Regions from separate parts of the Triticum aestivum genome. Here region 1 is linked to region 2. A link is a contact called in public Hi-C data. All regions are on one chromosome and are shown on one strand. Each heading gives the region's core, a stretch centred on a gene start, on an enhancer-like site or on the middle of the called end of the contact. The rest is flanking DNA. Distances are from core to core; before and after follow the strand shown. Region 1 holds the start of LOC123148210 (phosphatidylcholine:diacylglycerol cholinephosphotransferase 1). Region 2 holds the start of LOC100170656 (beta-1,3-glucanase).

The links. A called contact is a pair of places that touch in the nucleus more often than the background predicts.
Region 1: a contact with region 2 is called in a Hi-C map of leaf, with 4 times the contacts expected there. The contact joins the promoter of LOC123148210 here to the promoter of LOC100170656 in region 2. A contact is called at or near these places in 2 of 5 Hi-C or Micro-C datasets (both in leaf).

Annotation. Positions count from the first base shown.
Region 1 is chr7A:557,672,275-557,677,763 of IWGSC CS RefSeq v2.1, reverse strand. LOC123148210 (phosphatidylcholine:diacylglycerol cholinephosphotransferase 1) reads right to left here and starts at 2,880. Exons shown (of 2, transcript XM_044567584.1): 1 at 2,267-2,880; 2 at 801-1,432. The coding sequence starts at 2,680. The coding sequence ends at 953. It overlaps LOC123148209 (phosphatidylinositol/phosphatidylcholine transfer protein SFH2), which reads left to right. Exons shown (of 11, transcript XM_044567582.1): 10 at 1-11; 11 at 134-749. The coding sequence ends at 418.
Region 2 is chr7A:557,308,839-557,314,966 of IWGSC CS RefSeq v2.1, reverse strand. LOC100170656 (beta-1,3-glucanase) reads right to left here and starts at 2,719. Exons shown (of 3, transcript XM_044567580.1): 1 at 2,272-2,719; 2 at 1,062-2,107. The coding sequence starts at 2,356. It overlaps LOC123148208, which reads right to left. Exons shown (of 8, transcript XM_044567578.1): 8 at 6,118-6,128.

The DNA.
Region 1 (5,489 bases), core at 1,631-4,130, 360 kb before region 2:
AGCTCCTAAAGGTAAGATTACTTGCTAGTGCTATTTTCATCACTCGTTGCTCATCAAGACATTACTGCACTCTAATTAAGCAAGAGAGATAAGAGAATGAGACCTCCATGGACCATTTATTTGGACTATGCAGATTATGGACCATTCCTCCATCCCCCATTTCTGTCGACGAGAGGGTTCATCAAAAGCTTCGTTGAGCAGCATCGATGACTGCTTCTCGCTCGACCACCCTTTCCACCAAGAGCTCTACCATTACATCGAGCAGCAGGCGCTGAATCAGGAACTCATCAAGCAGGGTTCTTTGCACGTAGACATCCCCGATCAAGACCCCGATGACGCCATGATTGTGGAGGTCATCCAGGCCGAGTTTCACAAGCTCGGTGAACAGAATGGGTCTGCCGATGGCGACCAAAAATAACGGTGTCCGTGATGTCAGCGGTGTGGCACGACAGATGTGTGTTGCTGTGATGAAACTGATGATCCATTTCGGTGTTTGCGATGTTTGCTTGACCAGCCTGCTGTTGTTTGTGGGGTGACCAGTTCCATGGTGCAAGACTGAGGTAGAAGAAGCAACCGATGTATACTAGATAGAAATAACCACCTATTCACCTGTTGTATACTTTGGCAATGTGCTGTCATATGTATGTCCTCTAAGCTAGGAGTAAATCATCCTGTAACATGGATGCAAAAATAATCTTGAGAGTACCATCCTTCAATCAGAAATAAATGGTGCATCTTGACCTTTGCCATCTGTTGCCACTTCCCAGCTTGGTTCCTGTGCTGATTCCTGTCTTGTGATGTACTTTAAGCTTCTGATACTTGCATTTCAGAAGATGTTGCAACTTAACTTACAAAGGACAAACACAGTTACACAATTACATATCAGTAAGTAGCATTCTAAAAAATGACTTGGATCGTCCAGTCCACTGCAATTCCACGGCCATTGATAGCCCTATGATGTAAGCTTCTGTGAGACGAGAGCCTTCTGGCAGCTGCTGCAGCAACGGTTGTCGCCGCTGTCGATGTTCTTGCTGTCCAGGTACCAGCCGGCGAGCATGTCGAAGACGAGACCAGCGCCGACACCGACGGCCAGGTCAATGGTGTAATGCCCTCTGCACGCAAGCAGCCTGACGAACTGCAGCAGGTTGAGCGTGTCGTAGAGCACCGCCAGCCTGCGCCGTCCCACGCGGCGCATGTCGATGGACGCGATCACCGCTCCGGCGACGTGCCCAGAATAGAAGAGGAAAAAGGACACGTTCCCCACGGGGAAGTCCATCCCGGAGCCCAGGAACTCCGCCGGCAGGGGCAGCTGCGTGGAGCACCCGAGCAGGCCACGGCAGGTGAACATCATGAGCGTGGCGATGGCGGCACGCGGCCGCTGCTCGGCGAGGACGGCCCACAGGATGTATGCGGCCTGCATCGCGACGAACACCTGCACATGAGAGGGTCGCATGTCACATTCAGCATGGATTCCGTCATGGCAACACTAGCAACTAGTGGCAATTGGAGCGGGGACCGGGTAGCTATCTAGCCAGATGCAGTATCTTATCAGGAAATCCATGGGTATGTGGAGAATGCATGACGATGATATTCTTGATCTTATCCGAAAAGTTGGATGGTAGTGGTTTTAGGGTGAGCTAGCTCACCCAACACCATTCATCAGTTTCTTGGTCCTTTGCTTTATGGCTACCAGCTAGTTTTGCTTCCCTCACCACCCGGAGCGAGGAAACAATTCACAAAGATTCACTTGTTGTCACAATACCAGAGCCTAGACATCATCATTCCTATAATTAAAGCAAGAGATGTTGATGTGCAACTGCCACCGATGCGTATTAAATTTTTTATCAATTGTATAAATAGGAGTGTACTAGTTCAAACTGGGATTAAACTGCTCCGCCGACAGCGGGTGTGAAAGTTCTACGGAAAATTTAGATGCAGGAGGTGGCAATGGTATGTTCGTGTAAAATGTGAGACAAATTGCATCTACAAAATACGAAAAGGAGAGCAAACTCTGCACGAAAAGACAAATGGTTACGTGAAATTCGTGAGCCTGTTCAGTTTCCACTTTCTGGTGTGCGTGGCTACAATGTAGCCTGTTCTGCTCAACGGAAAGCGCTGGTTGCCTTCACGTTTGGTCGATGAGAGGGTAACATCAAGAGGTCAAAAAGCAAAAGGGGAAAAATTGCTGGTGGAGCAGATGGGCAGATCGGCAGGAGCTAGGTTCATTCGCCGATCAGATCTAGGCATGGCAGGGAAGTGCGCTCACCGTGTTGAGCGCAGCGAGGAGCGAGTTGAGCCAGGGGCGGGCGGCGATCCCGGCGTGCATGGCGGCGGTGGCGTGGAAGCCGAGGTCGAGCGGCGGCGCGGCGGCGGGGACCATGGGGATGGTGTACTCCACGCCCATGAAGAGCAGCAGCCCGCACGCGAACAGCGCCGGCAGCGGGTGCCGCCGCAGGATGCCGGCCACCCCGGACGGCGACAGCCAGTCCATCGGCCTCCTCCCGCCCGCCAGCCTCTCGCCGCCAGCGCCGTCCCCCATCGCGGCGCCGTCGGCCGGCAGCGGGTGGACCTTCTTGCCCTTGCCCGCGCGGCGGCGCGCGTCCGGCCCCGCGTGGCCGTTCGCGGCGGAGGCGGTGGCGGCGACCCGGTCGTTCGCGGCGGTCAGGCTGGGCGGCGGCATGCGCGCGAGGACGCGTCGGCTGGCCGCGGGGCGCGTGGGCGGTGGGCCGTTTTCAGCGCGGGTGCGCGTGCGCGCGCGTGAGTGACGCGGTCGGTGGTGGGAATTTTCTCTTTTCTTTCGTCCGATTGGATTGGCGGATTTCCCACCTTGAGATTCGCGGTGCTTTTGTAAGCGTTTTTTTCTCTCCGACGGCTGCGGCGCGTGGCGGAGGTCCCGAGGAAAGAGAGAGAGGCGGGTGTTTAATGCAGAGGCCCGGCGGTTTAATACTAGCCACAATAGGTAGTACTCTCTCTCTTCCTAAATATTTGTCATTTTAGAGCCTGCGAACACGTCCGGAGTTAAAGCATCTCCAGCCGTTGGTCCAGGTGGCTCCAAAAATCGCCGCCTGGTGGCGAACCGGCGCTAAAATCGGCCACAGGGTAATTGGGTTCCCAGCCGACGCCCCCAGGTCGGCCCCGTGCGCCTGTTTTAAACTTTTTTGAATATTAATTCGACTAAAATTCGGCAAATAGGACAAAATATTCGGCGAAACAGTAATACTCCGGCGAACTGAAATAGCTTTTTACATAGATAAAATACTTAGAAAAAAATACACAAGAGGCCGCGACTACGGGCCGAATAACACGCTGAGAGAGGCGAAGTCGCCACCGTCGCTGTCGCCGTCGTTGTCCTCGTCGTCCTTCTCCTCCTTCACGCGGCCGCCCTTGCTGGACCCCTGCCCGGGGTCGCCCCGGCGGACCGGTGGAGGCGCGTCGTCGTCGTTGTTGTTGTCGAGGACAATGACGCCTCCCTCGTCGCGGCCACGGCGCCGAGCGACGAACTGGCGAGGCGTTGGCGCTCCAGCTCCGTCCGCGCCCACTTCAAGGCCGACGTGTCGTCGAGCTCCGTCTTCACGGCAGCGAGCCATGGCTTCGTCTTCACGGCGGCGAGACCCGACTCCGTCTTCGGCTTGACGACGCGGGGAGGAGCCGAGGAGGAGGCACGCCCGCCCTCATTGATGACGATGCCGGCGTTGCGGGTGCGCCGGTCGAGCGGCGTCATTGCGGGCTCGGGCTCGGCCTTGGCCTTGACGCTGAACAGCGCCGTCGACCCGGAGGAGTGAGAGAAGGAGCGGGAGGAGGAAGAGGAGGAGCCAGCCCTCCTCGGCATCGATTGGCCGCCGCTCCGGCGGGGGACCGGGGCGGCAGGGTACGTCAACGGCGGCTCGTTGCCGCCCTCGAGATGCTGGAGGACGGCGTGGAGCGTGCGGCCGGGGGTGCCACACCACAGGCGGCGGTCGTCGCTGTTCTTGGTCCCTCGCACCCCTAACGCGTTGTTGGTGGAGGCCAGCCGCTGCACCTGCCGGCGCTGGAAGTAAGCTACCCACACCTCGTGGTTGCCGGCGGCGTACTGCGGGAGGGCCCGCTGCTCCTCCGTCAGCGACGCCCGCACGCGGTCGACCTCGTCGGCGAAGTAGTCGGCGCGCGTGGTGACGTCGGGCAGCGAGGGGATGGGGACGCCACCGGCGCTGAGCTTCCACCGCCCCGGGGCGCGCATGTCGGGAGGCGTCGGGACGTTGGCCTAGAACACCAAGTGGGCTTCCCACTTGTGGAACGAGTGGCTGCCGAAGGCATTGGCCACCGCCCCATCGCTAGGGAACCTCTCGCCCATCGTGGCGGCTGGGCATGGGGAGAGAGGGGAGGAGCATCGGCGACGGTTACGCACGGGGAGAGAGAGGAAGAGCTCGGCGGCTGTGGGCGGGGTGTGGCCACAAGCGAGGGGAGGCGCTACTTTATAGCGGCCGAGGGTGGGCGCCGTGTGTATGCGTGGCGGGAGGGGGCGTTGTTGCGCCGCCCATGAAGAATCAATGGAAGGCTGACTGGCGGCGGCCTTGGCATTGATTTCCCGCGGGAAACCGAGATGGGGGTCGCTGACTCGGTGGGCCTATGACGCCCCTGATTCAATCGTACACTAATCATACACGTAAATGTGTACGATCAAGATCAAGGACTCACGGGAAGATATCACAACACAACTCTAGACATAAATTAAAATAATACAAGCTTTATATTACAAGCCAAGGGCCTCGAGGGATCGAATACATAAGCTTGAATACACAAGAGTCAGCGGAAGCAACAATATCTGAGTACAGACATAAGTTAGACAAGTTTGCCTTAAGAAGGCTAGCACAAAAGCAACAACGATCGAAAAGGCAAGGCCTCCTGCCTGGGAGCCTCCTAACTACTCCTAGTCGTCGGCGGTCTCCACGTAGTAGCAGGCATCGGCAGTGGCATCTGGCTCCTGGGCTCCGACATCTGGTTGCATCAACCGGAAAGGAGAAGAAAGGGGCAAAAGGGGGAGCAAAGCAACCATGAGTACTCATTCCAAAGTACTCGCAAGCAAGGATCTACACTACATATGCATCGGTATCAATGAAAAGGGGTGTATCTGTGGACTGAACTACAGAATGCCAGAAGAGAAGGGGGAACCTAGCCTATCGAAGACTAGCATCTTCTGAAAACCACCATCTTGCAGCAACAGAGGAGTAGAGTTAGCATAAATGTAAAGTAGTAGTAGTGTTATCAACCTCGGCCAGAGATCCTTTCTCGACTCCTTGCGAGAAAGCAATCCCAGAGCCATACTATCCATTTCTCATCTCAAGTATCCAGTTCTAGTTGTATCGATCGGGATACAACTCCAAGTGTCCGTTACCATAGGACAGGCTATCGATAGATGTTTTCTTCCCTGCAGGGATGCACCAACTTACCCACCACGCTTGATTAACTCCGACCGAACACACTTTCCTGGGTCATGCCCGGCCTCGGCCAAA
Region 2 (6,128 bases), core at 1,470-3,969:
CGAACCGAGGTGATTTTAATGAACATAAGTGGCAAATTATTCTAGTAGGATAAAGTACAGGAAGCCTGCTATTCTAGGAAGTTTGGTTGAAACATCCCATAAATTATTTGCAGGGGAAGTGTTAGAGAATTCAGAACATGAACTTGCAGATCAATACCTCGTTCAATTATGCACTACACTCATAACAACAAACTACCTTCAAAGAAAGGGATTGACAGTCATCCAATTTTTTTGCCAGGCATTTATTAGTGCAATGAAATTGGCTTAGCCCAACTTAGTAAAGAGGTTCCATAATAATATAAATGGAAGGGAAGCTTATTCGGACCTTATTGGCATTTAAATTGTTTTAGAAGTGGGCAAGTTAATTTCTTGTCATTGTCTACTTTATGGAGGATCTCAGTATTTACTGCTCAGCCTGTGTTCTTTCTATTTAGTACTCCCTCAGTAAAGAAATATAAGAGCGTTTATACAATTAATGTTCTTCTCTGGACAACATTGGTACCAATCCAGTTTGCCAAAGAACACATTCATCCACAACACTGACAGGCCTTGGTCGTTAACGAACATATATTCCAATGTTCACGACCTGGATAAGGACAGCCAACAATCGACCGCCACATTCATCCCATGTGTGAATGACGGAACCCTGGCAGACCTCACGGCGTCACGACCTTGAATCCTTCCGCCAAGACGGTGTTTTTTTAATTGATTTTCTTAGCTAAGTATCGAATTGTAATACTGATACTGTGATACAGATGCTGGACAGCTGAAAGTGCCATGATCCATGATGCACGGGAGAAATTAAATTGATAGGGCCCCTTTTGTTAAAGATGTCATGAGGTTTGGACTTGAAAGCTATGTCTGATTGACTACTGTACCCTTTTGAGTGGCAATTGATGACTTTCGAACTTTTGATATCCACCTCTAATCTGCTTTTAAGTTCATAATGTTGAGAAAGTGGATTACTGGAGCAAAGACCTTACTATAATATAAATGAGACAATACAATGAAAACAAAGACTAGTGGGCAAACAAGTAGATGGGCGAGAAGTAAATGCTTACCTTAATTGACAGCAAGGATGCGGGTGCTGATGAAGGTAATAGACCTGAGTAACCGATATCATATGAAATCCTTCCATCTGGATTGAAGAGCCCATAGTGCTTCTCAGTAGGATCTCCATTCTTCAAGTTCTCATTAAACAAGGCAAAGATGTATGCTTTGACCGGTATCTTTGGCTTGAGAGGAGTTCCCTTCCTCAAAAAGAGCCTCTTACGGAGGTTGTAATTGTAAGTCCTTGCATTCGCAACTGATGCTCCTGCTTGATTTTGATCTCCACTAGAAGCCCAGCCAGTCTCTGCCACCCGGACTTCCATGTCATTATAACCAGCAGCCTGCAGAGCAGCGTAAGCTGCATCTATCTGAGCATCAAACATGTTGTCATAGTGCAGACTAGTATTCGGATCAACTATTCCAGGGTTGGGCTGAAAGAGAGCATAATTAATGTCAATCTGCCCCGGATCACTTAAGTAAGCCAAAAAGGGATATGCATTGACATAGAACGGTGAGCCGATCTGTGAAAACAAATCCAGCAGCGGTTTCATATACACCATGACATCTTCCTTGAAAACACATGCAGAGGGCGGATAGGAAGTAGCGAAAACAGCTTCAGAGTGAGGAGTAAAAAGCTCAATTTTGTCATCCAGATGCAGTTTCTTGAGACCATCGTACATATTCTTAACAGCTCCAACGAGCGGAGCGGCCAAGCTCGGATCGCCTCCCAGCACCTCATTCCCCACAGTGATTCCAACGATGCGTGTCTGAGAAATGTAAGGCTGCACGTTCTCATTCAGCCAGTCAATCGCGACACTCTCATTTGCAGCAAAAGCATTCAGCAACCCATTGTGGACAGCAATGACCAGGTTGAGCCCTGTCCCTTTGAACGCGTCGAGCACGGTGTGATCTTCATTATATATCTTGACATTCCTTATCTTGGACTTCCTGAGGAGCTCAACCACCTTGTCCGGGGACGGGAGGTTATTCGCTATTCTCCCGTAGTTTATCCCGTATGCCCCGACAAACGCGTCAGCGGGTCGATGATGACGACGACCTGGTAAACAGCAAGCACCAACAGTCAAATCTCAGTTCGTGACACCAAAGCCCGTGGTTATTTTGCTGCAAAAGCCTTACTCAGGTGGACAGTAAACTTGATGTATGAATTGACGATCTAGACAAACAACACTGAATTGAATTGGATAAAAAAACACCGCGTACCATGTGAGGGGGACGTGAGGAGGAGGCAACAGAAGAGCAGCAGCATCCAGTGAGCGCACCGGCGCCGACCCATGACCACCGTCATAGCAGGCCCGCCGCAATCGGCCGATCCGGAGCAAGAACGAAGCAGAAGACGGGCACCAGAGTGAGCAGCAGCGTCGGAAGGGCAGGCAAGCCGCGCCGTGCTCGGCAATTTGGTTCCAGGCCGTGGCGTGGAGCCGGGGCGGCAACTTCCATAGACGGGCTGGGGCGGCCGCTCCGAGGCCGGGCACCGGCGGCTGCTCCCCCCTCGCCCCCGCGCAATCTTGGCGGCCCTCTCCTCACCGCCGCCGTAGCACAGGAGCAGGACGGCGAACTTGCCAAGAACGGAGAAAGAATCCGCAAGAACAACACCAACCAGTCCGCCTGAACCCAGCCCAGGACAAGAAGGAATCTCGGCTCCACCCGGTGGCACGTACCAGGCGCTCCGGCTCTACTCTACTCTAGTAGCACCGGGGAGCAGAGTGCATAGCCCAGTGCAAGTGGCGCCCTTTTCTCCAGGCTAACCTCTGCTTCGGCGGGGGGTTAATAAGGGTTTGTTTGCTTAGCGACGAGGAGATCGGGAAAAGTTGGGAGACGAGACGAGGCGAGGCGAGGCGGGGTGGGGACGAGGTGGATTGGCGACCCGACGAAGGGGACGCGGCGGAGGAGGGGACGGACGGAGGGTCACGCCGCCGGCCCCGCGTCGCAGCCCGGATTCGCCACCGCAACGGCCGGGAGGGAGGGGAAAGAGGGTTTCCGTCTGGGAGGTTTGATTTTTGAAACGGAAGGGGAGGAGGAAGGGGGGTTAACCGGGGCCGGCGGTGGTGGTGGTGAGGTGCTCTGTGCGTGCGCGTTTGTCGTGGACCGGTGGTGGACGGCGGACGCGTCTGCTAGTCCTTTTGCGGTCCTTTTGCAGATTGCCCCTTCGAGTGTGCCTCGTGTCACATCTCTCTTCTGTGGTCGCCTCAAATTTCTGAGGATCGGTCAATTATGCGATTTTCTTCTTCTTTTTTCTTGGGAAATTATGCGTTTTTCTTTTTCTCCTTTATAGAATCTGAATGTTTTTTCTTTTTCACCTAAAGGATCGGTCAATTATGCTCACATGCATGCACATATGCTCATAAGCCTGCTTCACCTGTATAATGTCGGCATGGTTTTAGGTGAAATGTCTTATGAAATGCGTGTGCTTATGAAGAGGGTATGGGTTCAAACTTCACCAAGAACACGATGTAATTTTGGCGGGCGTGTTACCGTTATCGGTATTGTTGTGTGTGCTTAAAGAAAGTTGTAAGATGCATATATAACCCCCGATGGGGTCCATCGCTGCGACATGCGGAGCTAGTAGATCATTTAATTATATATATATTGTCTAACAGCATTTTACATAAAAAATTAAAGTTGCAGCGACGAAAAAGTTGCAACGCGGATGCAACTAGAGCTTACAGTTCGAAGAGAAACAGCGACTGTTTTGCAATGTTTCTATCAAAAAAAAAGTACCTAGGTAACCAACTCGATGACGTGTTGATCAACTAATCAAAGGTTAGTGATCGTGCGGCTAGCATCAACTTCTTTTGTTTCTTTGCTGTTTCTACTTTGTGCTGTATGCTCGCCTTTTTTTGCAAGGCCTTCTTTTTAGATGTAAGTTGCCATCCCGTGGTGAGGTGCTGCTTTAAGCTGTGGGTTGTGGTCATCACATTCACACACCTAAAGTTCCTTCTCAACAAGTGGCAAAAAAGACTTGCTGATTGGCTTAACATATGAAAAGGATACAAATGAGGAAAAACATCTGCATATTCTCGTCCTTTCCCATTCACCAATATAGGACACCATAAGAAATTGCTATTGTTACTTTCTCGAGTGTTTGTTGAACCCCAAGACATCTTAAAACGTCCTTTTAAGTAGGATGGGAATTTATTTTATTTTATCTTTTCAAGGAGTATTAGAAATGCCGATTTGTATATTATAGATACAGTCATGGAGTAGTGTTTTTTTAAGCGAAAGTTTTATTGATTGAAGATATGCTTACAATCCAATTTGAGGAGCTCACCGATGCAAGTTAAAACTAGGATGCCAATCGTCAAACCGAGGGATGGACATTCATCTTGCCAGTTGAGCTCGTTCATGAGCAACGAAAATCACAACCTCTCGAGACATCGGTGGTGAATGCCTTCTTCTCGTTTGTGTGTCATGTCTACGTAGGGCCCTGTGTACAATCGTGTTAGATGATCGTAGTCTTGTGGGCGGGTTTTTGCTAATTAACCGGTCAATTCTTCTTTACGGTAATAATAATTCGGCTCGCTTCAGTGTTTGTAGTCGTCGTTGGGTGGTCTATGAATCTGGATATACTTTTTATTATTTTTGGTGTTCGTTGTACTACCATGATTGAAGATGAATAGATCGACATTTTCAGCAAAAAAAAATGACAGGGTTTTTTTATCATGTTTCGAAACAAAACAATCTCGCATACGAGTACCTTTTTTGTTCGAAAACGTAAAACAGAATATTTGGAGAGCTCGGGGGGCGGAACAGAAAAGGGCGGAAGCACCACGCGTTTGGTCCTGCGCTCATCCTGCGTATCAGCTGCAGCTGCAGGCCGACCGGTGTGGCTCCGTGCGTAAGCACTCGCGAAAAACCCTAGCTGGCTAGTCGACCGGCCGGCTGTTTTGTTTGATGCCTTGACAACGACCATATTCTGCCTTTGCCTTTGCACCGTACCGCGACGCAAAGAAAGCTTTCGCCACGCCCGCACGGTCACGGAGGGGGGGCCCGGACGTGACGTCGACACGATCACGTTGGAATCAGCAGTGGCATGGAGGAAGGTACAGTGGGGAATCAATCATCACGGCGTGATCATCAAAGATGAGGGAGCTCTGCATCCTCTCCGTGGTGACACAGAAAAAAAAATGTTGTAGGCATCGCATCTGGTCTGAAGAAGAAAAAGGTTGGGTAGAGGAATCAGCACGATTTTATGATGGCGCCTCGAATTTCTTCTGGGATTCATGCGGTTAGTGGATTTCACTGTCAAGTAGCAGGAGTAGTTTTCATAGATACACACATTCTGCAGAATCCTGTGTAGTCCTACTTTTCAGCTTCTTGAAGCTTCCAAGCTCCTCCATCCGGCGCTGGACGCCCACTACACTGCACACACTGTGATCGGCTGTTGAGACTTAAACATCATCGACCCCATAATCGGACGATCTACCGCTCAAATCACACCCGCCGTGCCGGGCAGATATATAACTACAAGCCTACAATAATGGCACGGACAAGATTCCCCTTTCTCCAGGCCACGAACGCTGTCACGAAGGCGACGTCGTCTCCCTGCCCAACCGTCCAAACGCGTCGAAGTTAACTTTTATTTAGCACCATGCATGCATGAGATAGACTATCACTATTAATAATACTCCTCTAATGAGAGTGACACGCTATATTTTGGCCATGCTTAGTTCAAAGGTAGCATCAGGCCAGCGCGAAAACGCAATCAGTCAATGCCTTTCTGCATCAGCCGGTCACCCCCATGACTCGGACTCGACTCCTGTCTTTGCGAACCAGATCATCCTGCTTGCCTCTTTTCATTTTTTGCGTCGGACGATACATCGAAATTAGAGCGATCAGACGCGGTTCCACGGAGAAAAGAAGGCCCTTTCCAACAGATTACATATATAATCAGAGGCATACCTTGGACCAAAAAGGTATTGCTTTATGAAATTTTATTCAGGCATACCAAAGCTGTGTGGACACCAAATTGGCTGATGCCCAACTGACTCCAGCTCCAGGCCTGGTTGAGAGAACCACAGGAGGGAGATCCTGCAAATGGCACACAACTCAGGACAGGA